Regions from separate parts of the Macaca mulatta genome. Here region 1 is linked to region 2. The links are chromatin contacts, called in public Hi-C maps. All regions are on one chromosome and are shown on one strand. The core of a region is the stretch at or near the end of the contact, and the rest is flanking DNA. Distances in the headings are between cores, read along the strand shown.

What was found. A called contact is a pair of places that touch in the nucleus more often than the background predicts.
Region 1: a Hi-C map of CD4 T cells shows a contact between it and region 2, with 4 times the contacts expected there. The contact joins the promoter of MOB3C here to the promoter of EFCAB14 in region 2. A contact is called at or near these places in 2 of 14 Hi-C or Micro-C datasets (CD4 T cells and cortical neurons).

Annotation. Positions count from the first base shown.
Region 1 is chr1:193,972,803-193,976,790 of T2T-MMU8v2.0, reverse strand. It overlaps MOB3C (MOB kinase activator 3C), which reads right to left and starts at 2,376. Exons shown (of 4, transcript NM_001260946.1): 1 at 2,223-2,376. All of the region lies in intron 11 of ATPAF1 (ATP synthase mitochondrial F1 complex assembly factor 1), which reads right to left.
Region 2 is chr1:193,872,891-193,877,076 of T2T-MMU8v2.0, reverse strand. EFCAB14 (EF-hand calcium binding domain 14) reads right to left here and starts at 2,657. Exons shown (of 10, transcript XM_015138873.3): 1 at 1,431-2,657. The coding sequence starts at 1,615.

The DNA.
Region 1 (3,988 bases), core at 1,127-3,626, 100 kb before region 2:
AGACCCATGTACCTACCAAAACTAGAATTTAGCCACAAACTAAGCACTGACCCTGCCCCTAGACTGAGCACTAAGGCTGAGTATAAGCTAAGAATTGCCTTCTTTTTCCAGGCTGACCTCTGACCTAGGCTCTGGCAAGTGTGAGCCCTGACTCTAGCCTTTAGCCCTACTCTGAGGCTTGCTTATGGCCAAAGCCTGGGCTTGACCTCTGACTGATGCTAGAGCACTGTCCTTTCTCACATCTCTGGTAACCCTGGGACAGGATTGGGGAAGGGAGGGTGGGAACCAGGTGACAATTGGGTAAAAGCAAAGGGAAGGCACATATTGCGGGAGGGGTATTCTGGCAAGAAGTCAAACTAGCAGGGGAGATGTTTGAGACAAAGGTCCTTCCTTGAACCCACAAAGGCAGGCCAGGATGGGGGCAGTCTGGTAAAATGAGAGCAGCTTGGAGGGTAGAAACAGGCCATTCAGCAGGAACTTGTTCTCTTGAAAAAAACTCACAGATGTGAAAGGTCATCTCATCCATCCTGACTCTTCAACTTCTCACCCAAAGAAGTCCCCAGGGTGGGACCCCAGTTTCCTGAGCAAAGAGGAGATTTCTGCGCTTCACTTGCCATCTCCATTTTAAACTCTGCTTGGGGCAAGTGCTTCCCAAATCCCTCACACTGCAATTAGGCGGGGCTCCTGGGCTCCCCACATTGCATGACCCCCTTTATGACAGTTAGAAATAGGCCCCCACCTTGGCATTCAGCACCTTGTCCTACCTTTCCTGCCCCACTTCCCACCTCCCCACACCAACCACCCTGGGCTTCTTCCTGATTCCTGAACACGCCCCCACTCTCTTGCCTCTGCATGTTTTCTTATACCTCCACCTGCCTGACCATACATCCTCAGATTGGCTGCTACCTCCTCCCACAGCCTCCTCTCCTGAACTCAGATCTCCTTCTCCTTGGGTAGAGGCTGCTTTTGGTCATCGCAGTCTCCATTCCATCCCCAACCCAGCCCCAGCTTAGGAAAAGGCCTGGCACAAAGTCAGTGTTCAGACTTGAAGGAAAGCTTAGACTAGAATCTTAGAGTTAAAATAGCCCTGATAGATCAACTGGCCCAGCTCACTTGTACACATGGGAAAACTGAGGCCAAGATGAGGAAACTGAGGCCTAAAAATAGGACTTGAGGAGCCTGTGTTCACACAGCAAGTTACAAGCAGAATTGGGAACTGAGAGGAGGTGGGGCTCAGCTCATGACCAAGGGTAAAACACCATTTTCCTACACTGGCTTATCAATGGTCTGGTGCAGACAGAGAAGAGGAGGGGAGTGGAGGGACAGTGGAAGCATCTTCTCCACCAAACAGCCCAACCTGCTTCCTGTCCCCAACACACTGACTCCGCACAGCAACTGGGATGTCCTGACCAGTGAGCTAGAGTTCCACCTTACTCCTGTGGAACTTCAAGGCCTGGGTCTCTTTCCAGGAAAACGTAAGCTCAGGGGGTGGGTGCAAGGCAGGTACTCTTCTAGCCACAGGGTTAACTCCCTTCACTCTCCACCCCCATGCCCTCACTGAGTTTCTGTCACAAAACCTCTGTCCCTCCCTGAACCATTGCTGTTCCCCCTCCTAGCCCCCATTTCCCAGTGCTGGCTATCCTTTCACTCCTGGAGTGGCAGTGGCTTGCTCATTCCCTGGGTGGGGATGTGGGCTTCTCAGATGAAGACAGCAGGGTGACCCTCCCTGTTTCTGATATTTAGCTCCCTGCTAGGCTACATCTACCACTCCTTGGGCCTGGGCCAGAGGATGGCCCCAGTTTGAACCCAGAATCCAGCCTGGGACGCTCTTCAGGACAGAAGTCGAAGAGAAAAAGTAGAGGCGAAGACTCCACGCTCTCCTTGAGGCGCGCAGCCACCCACGCCCACCCCCGGCTTCCCTGCCCCCCCAACCAGCTCCCAGGGCCAGGCAGGTCGTAGGACCCAGAGGAGCCCGCCTGACATTTCCGCTCCCCGAAAACACGCCCCCCAACCCCTCCCCTCTGCCCCGTACCGCCCCCTCCAACCCCACCCCAACTTTCGAAGCTCTGAGCCTTGGACCCCAGCCCCAAGACAGCGGCCAGTCTGCCTTCGGGCGGGACTCTCCTCCAGACCGTGCCACGCCGAGACAGCCGAAGAAATGAAAGTGGAAGCCAGGCGGGCGGGGTGCGCGGCGAGGCCGCAGGGGCACGGCGCACACTCACGGGTCCTCCTCTGGCCGCGGGGTCACATTCCCAGCCACAGGGTCGCCCTTCCCTTGCCGGTCCCGCAGTGCCTGTTCTCTCGCCTGTCAGCCTGTCCGTCTGCCTGTCCTGCCGGCTGCGGCCGCCCTCCTGCCCGGGTGACGCCAGCTCCGCCCCGGGCCCGCCACGCCGCGGCCACGGGGCGGGGAGGGGCGGAGAAAGGGGACTCCCCTCCACCCCAGTACACAGACGCACTCGCCCCCACCCTCCCGGAAAGTCCATATCGGGCTCCCAGCTTCCCCCTGGACAAAGGACTGAGCTGCCCGCCCCCTCAGTGCTTCCTTGGACCTCCACCAAGGAGGCAGCCTCAGGTTCCCAGACGGTAAAATGGGGAAAAACTCGGCTTCTTCTGGAGCAGAAACAAGAGCTGCTAGATAAGGGTGGTTTCTTTGCCCTCCTAGAATCGTCTGCGTCACACTTGTCCCGGGACCCGATAAGGGATCAGGACTGGCCTATCCACTCCCATATCCTCAGCTCCTGGCACATAGCAGGAACTCAAAACCCACTTGATGGATGAATGAATGAATGATTGAGTGAAGGAATGAATGAACGCCTTGGGAATCATGAGCTGAGTCCTTCACCCCTGAGGGACAGGCCCAGAAGAGCCTCAAATCACAAACTTCATCTCCTCACCAGGGAGGGGGCCTGGCTCAGGCTGGGCTGATTCTCCTTGCTCCTCACCCAGAGTCACCCCATTTCTTACCTCCAGACCTGTATCCCAGCTGTTCCATTTTAGAATACCTTCTCTCCCTCCTTCCTTCCGACCAAATCCAAACCACTCAAGATCCGATCTGCTCTCCCTATCACCTGGGTTCCTTCGAAGACAGAGAGATATCTCACCAGCATTCAGTGCACACTGTGGCCCCCAGGCCCAGGGACCAGTTGGCTGCTCTGTCTGGGATGGGAGGGAAGATTGGAGGCCTTCTAGGTAGGAAGACCAAAGCAGAGAGCTTAGCTGTAAAAGCCACTCTGGAGGGGTAGGGGAGAGCTAGAGGCCAGAGGTGGGCATTTACTATGGCACACTGGACACTCCTTGTGTCTGGACCTTCTGTTTGCTGGATGACATGAGAACACGCTAGATCCTTAACCCAGATCATATCCTTTGCAGCAACATGGGCTGGAGCTGGAGGCCATTATCCTAAGCAGACTAACACAGGAATAGAAAACCAAATACTGCATATTCTCACTTATAAGTAGGAGCTAAACAATGAGACTACGTGGATACTAGGAGGGGAACCGCAGACACTGGGGCCTGCTTGGGGGGAGGGCGGGAGGAGGGAGGATGAGACAAAAATACCCATCAGGTACTATGCTGCTTACCTGGGTGATGAAATTATCTGTACACCAAATCCCCATGACACAGAGTTTACTTATATAACAAACCTACACATGTACCCTTGAACCTAAAATAAAAATAAAAAATGAATCCCAGCTCATAGAACTGTGGATATGTTCTTTTGTTGAGCACCAATTTTTGCCCCAGTCTAAAGTTCTCTGTATTTTTATGTCTGACTCTTAACTCTCTGCCCTGAATCCCCTATAAACAAACACTTGCTTATGGAGCAAATTAAAATATGCTTCTTTATTTGATATCCTAATCAATATCTTTTATTAAGTATAACTCTCCACTCATATCAGATCAGGGGATTGGGTGATGAAGCTGACCTGGTTGCTGACCTCAGGTGCTGACAGGTCAGTAGAGGGAACAACACAGAGAGATACACAAG
Region 2 (4,186 bases), core at 1,408-3,907:
AGTGATTATGGGGTATAGCTTCATTAGAAATAGTACACGTTTTGCCATGCAATTATCTCCTCTAAATGAATAACCAGTGAATTAACCAGGGAAGGTAGGGTAAAGCACTTAAATGAATAAATAATACGACCTATTAAGGGTTCATCTACTAGGTACAAAAGTTTCAAACGTCACATAAAACAGAGGGAACTCCTGCAGGTAAAAGGAAGATCGTAAAGGCACTGCAGCTGTCATCATCAGGAGAGAGGTCTTTGAATACAAGCTCAGGTCACAAAAGTGTAAAGATCAATGTTTCTCTGCAATTCCATCTCTGCACTGTAATTTCCCTATTGATTTCTCTCTCTCAAATGCATACTCACTCACTCCGGGGAATCTTGTTTCAGTTTCCTGAAACTTTATAAACTTTTGAGCAAGTTTTACTGCAAAAGAAATGAAAGAAACAGGATCTGTAGTTTTAAGTGGACACCTGGTGTATTCTAGCTTATTGGCTCAGAAGTAAGGAAACACAGAAGGGGCTAGATTTCACACAAAACATCAACCAACTTTCAAGGTCTAAACTAACCTAGCAGGGTAACTACTCCAGGTATCTTCTGATGAAGGTAACACTTCATCAGACCTTCATAACCCAAACCCAGGATTGCCCTTAACAGCCTAAGTTGACAAAGCTCATTAGAAATCAAACTCTTCCTTTAACAAAACAAGACATTTTAAACCAACCAACCACTCAATGTCAGCATCCTGACCTTCTGCCTAGCCATTGTTTACACATCTTCAGCAGAATCCTCTTTTCTTTTAGTGTGCGCCCAGAGAGTCCAAGGGCGTTTTTAAAGTTCGCTTTGGTCCTTTCCCACCCTGAGCCCCATTCCCAATGTTCTCAAATCTTACTACTTGATTTGCCTAGTGGTCTCTACACCTATGAATGACGAGGGAAAATGATGCCTCTTCTTTTGCCCCCTCACCCCACCTACTCTCAAGGCTCCTACTTCCTACTATATCTCTCACCATATTTCCCCATCACCAATATTCAGAATCATCAAGAGTGCAAAAACGAAATAATTTGCAGTCTTAAAGTCTCTGTTTCTCCTTCGTTCTACACTGTTTCAAAAGGTCTAGTCTCCAAAGCTTCTCTGCTCCTCTGTCTCCATTCTTCGCTTCTTTAGGACTCCCTGGGCTCTTGGCACATTCTCCCAACTCCATATTTCCACCTCGGATTTGGAGATTTTCTTTCTACACCTAAAGACAGGTCTCTAACTTATTCTTCATTCAGGATCTGAACTTACCTTTTCCCTAAAACCGTTTTTCCCTCTTTGACTTCCAAGGTCTACACCCTTTTTTCTTCCTAAGGAATTCCTTTCTCCTTCCTGTCAATGTGGCCCCTTGGTAGTGCAAGGAGATGCCTTCTTCCCATTCCACCTTTCACCACTACTCACTTGGCAAAGCGAGAGCGATTTCCAACCACACCGAATTCCTCTTCCTCTTCGGAGCTGGACTCAGAGTCTGAGTCGGGAGGCTCAGTGCGAAGCAGGCGGTGACTGCTTGGGCCTTTCTTGGGCTTCTTTCTCCGGCTGTCCCCAGCCAAACCAATCAGTGCATTGAGCTCTTTGCGCTTTTTCATCTTTTTGTGTGGGGTAAGTGGAGCCCCGACTCCTGAGCTGCCAGGTTCGTACCCGACGCCCAATTCTCTTCCTGCCTTGGAGCTGCCTTCCAGGGTTGGAGATCCTGGGCCAGAGCCCCCTGGTCACTCCCACCTAGGGGTGGGACTGACCAGATCCGCCAGGGACTGGAGATTGGAGCCCAGAGGAAACTGGAACTCAGATGGGTGGGGGAAATCACATAGAAATGGCCAAGGAGCTGGTGACCCCAAAGGATAAGGCCTTGGACGCAGAGTGTTAGTACAGGGTGGAAAGGGGCCTTTATCTTCCACAGGGCGAAAAAAAGCCAAGTCAAAAATGAAGGATTCTCAGCCCGGATAAGTAGGCAATACTTCTAAGAGTGCTCCAGGAGCTGAGGAAGGGCACGCTTAAAATAGGTGTTTTGTACCTCCGGGGGAGGATTTCCAACGGAGAGGGAAGAGAAACTTGTTCTTGAATGGGAAGAGAGCGGGGAGGTGCAGAGCAAGAACGTGGGAACGCGTCAGTCCCTTCCTGGCAGGACAGGTGGCGGCAGGAGGCGGCTCCCAGCAGTTACAATCCCAACACTGCTTGGCCGCAGAGAAAATGCCCGGCCCAGGAAGCCGGCTGGGGTGTGTGATGATCACCGTTCTCCGGCCTCCGTCCTGAACGTGAAGGAGGCCCGAGGCCGAGGAAGATCCGGATCCCGGCTCGAAGGGTCGGCCTGAGAGAAGCCAGTCCCGCGCCTGCTAGACCCCCGCCCCGCTGTCTGGGCCTTGGGGACACGGTGCCGCGGGCTACGGCGGCTTGGCCGACAGAAAGCGCTCCCGCCCGTAGTTTGAGGTCTCCGGCACGGGCAACTCTCGGCCACTCACACGCGCAGGCCCCACTCCAGCCGCGACTCCGGCCCCTGCTCCGGCTTCGGCCGCGGCTGCTCCCGACACTTTGTTGTTGGTGTTGGTGGCGGCGGCGGCGGCGGCCGCGGGCTCCAGACCCGGGCCATCGCTCCAGCCCCAGATGACTTCCCCTTTGGCAGCGGCCACCGGCACCGCCTGCCAGTAAGCCGTGCTCCCATTGGTCGCCCGCCTGGGTGACGTCACGCCGGGGCGAAAGTCGAGGCGGAGAGGTGGGGTGTTAAAGGGGCCCTGCCCCTGCTGGGGCTGGGTCCCACCCTCCGGTTAGGGTGGCCCCGCCCCCAGGAGGGCTTCCGGGACCTGCTGCTCCTCTGAGCCGGGTGGAGTTCTGCATCCTGCGGAGCGCGGGCGGGGCAGGCAAAGTACCCAGCTGCTCGACCTACCTGGAAAGTTTATCAGCCGCCCAGGCACCCAGTTGTGAACTGGACTAACCAAGTCTGAAGGCTCCGCCCCTCTGACTCTCACACAGGCTATTAAAAGTTTAGGCGCGTTTCAGATTAATGAACACATTCATTCAGTCAATAAATATTTATTGAGAGCTTACTTACTACGTGTCAGGAGCTGTTCTAGCGCTGGGGATACAGCCATGAACAAAATAACCAGGGTGCTTGTCTTCCTGTGTAGGGTTGCCAGATTTAGCAAATGAAAATGTAGGACACCCAGTAAAGTTTGAATTTCAGATAAACAGCAAACAATTTTTTAGCGTTAAGACGTCCCATGCAACATCTAGGACATCCTCATACTAAAAAATTATTCATTGTGTATGTGAAATGCAAGTTTAGCTGAGCATCCTGTATCTTATCTGCCAATCTATTCCTGCAGTTTATTTATACTCTAGTGGGAGGAGAGCAACAATAGGCAAGCATGTTAAATGTCAGGAGGTTATAAGTGTTATTAGGAAAATTGAAACACGGTCAGGTGATGGGGAGTGCCTCTGTGAAAAGGGAACATTCAGCGAGATTATCAGAGGAGGTGAGGGAGTGAGCTGTGCAGTGTTTGCAGGAAGGAGTGACCAGGAAGACCTGTTGTGGCTGGACCAGAAGAGCAAGGAACAGAGTGATAGGAAATGAGGTCAGAGAAGCATGAGAGGCCAAAGCTTTAGGGCCTTATGGATCACTGAAAGGACTTTGGGAAAGCACTGGGGGCTTTAAGCTAAGAGGTGGCATACTCTGGCTTTTCCGTTTAAAAAAAAATCACTCTGGGCCGGGCGTGGTGGCTCACGCCTATAATCCCAGCATTTTGGGAGGCTGAGGCGGGCAGATCGTGAGGTCAGGGGATGGAGACTATCCTGGCCAATATGGTGAAACCTTGTCTCTACTGAAAATACAAAAATCAGCTGGGCGTGGTGGTGTGCGCTTTTAATCCCAGCTACTTGGGAGGCTGAGGCAGGGGTTCAACTGGCTTGAACCCCGGGAGGCGGAGGTTGCAAGGAGCCGAGATTGTGCCACTGCACTTCAGTCTGGTGACAGAGCGAGACTCCGTGTCAAAAAAATAAAATAAAATAAAATAAAAATAAAAAGAAGAAAAAAAATCACTCTGGCTACTTTGTAGAAAAAAGTAGGAGAGAGTGAGGAACACAGGAGAGCAGTTTGTTACAGTCCAACTAGAGATGATGCGGATAGATTAGAGAGGCAGTAGCAGAGATGGAGAGCATTCTAGATG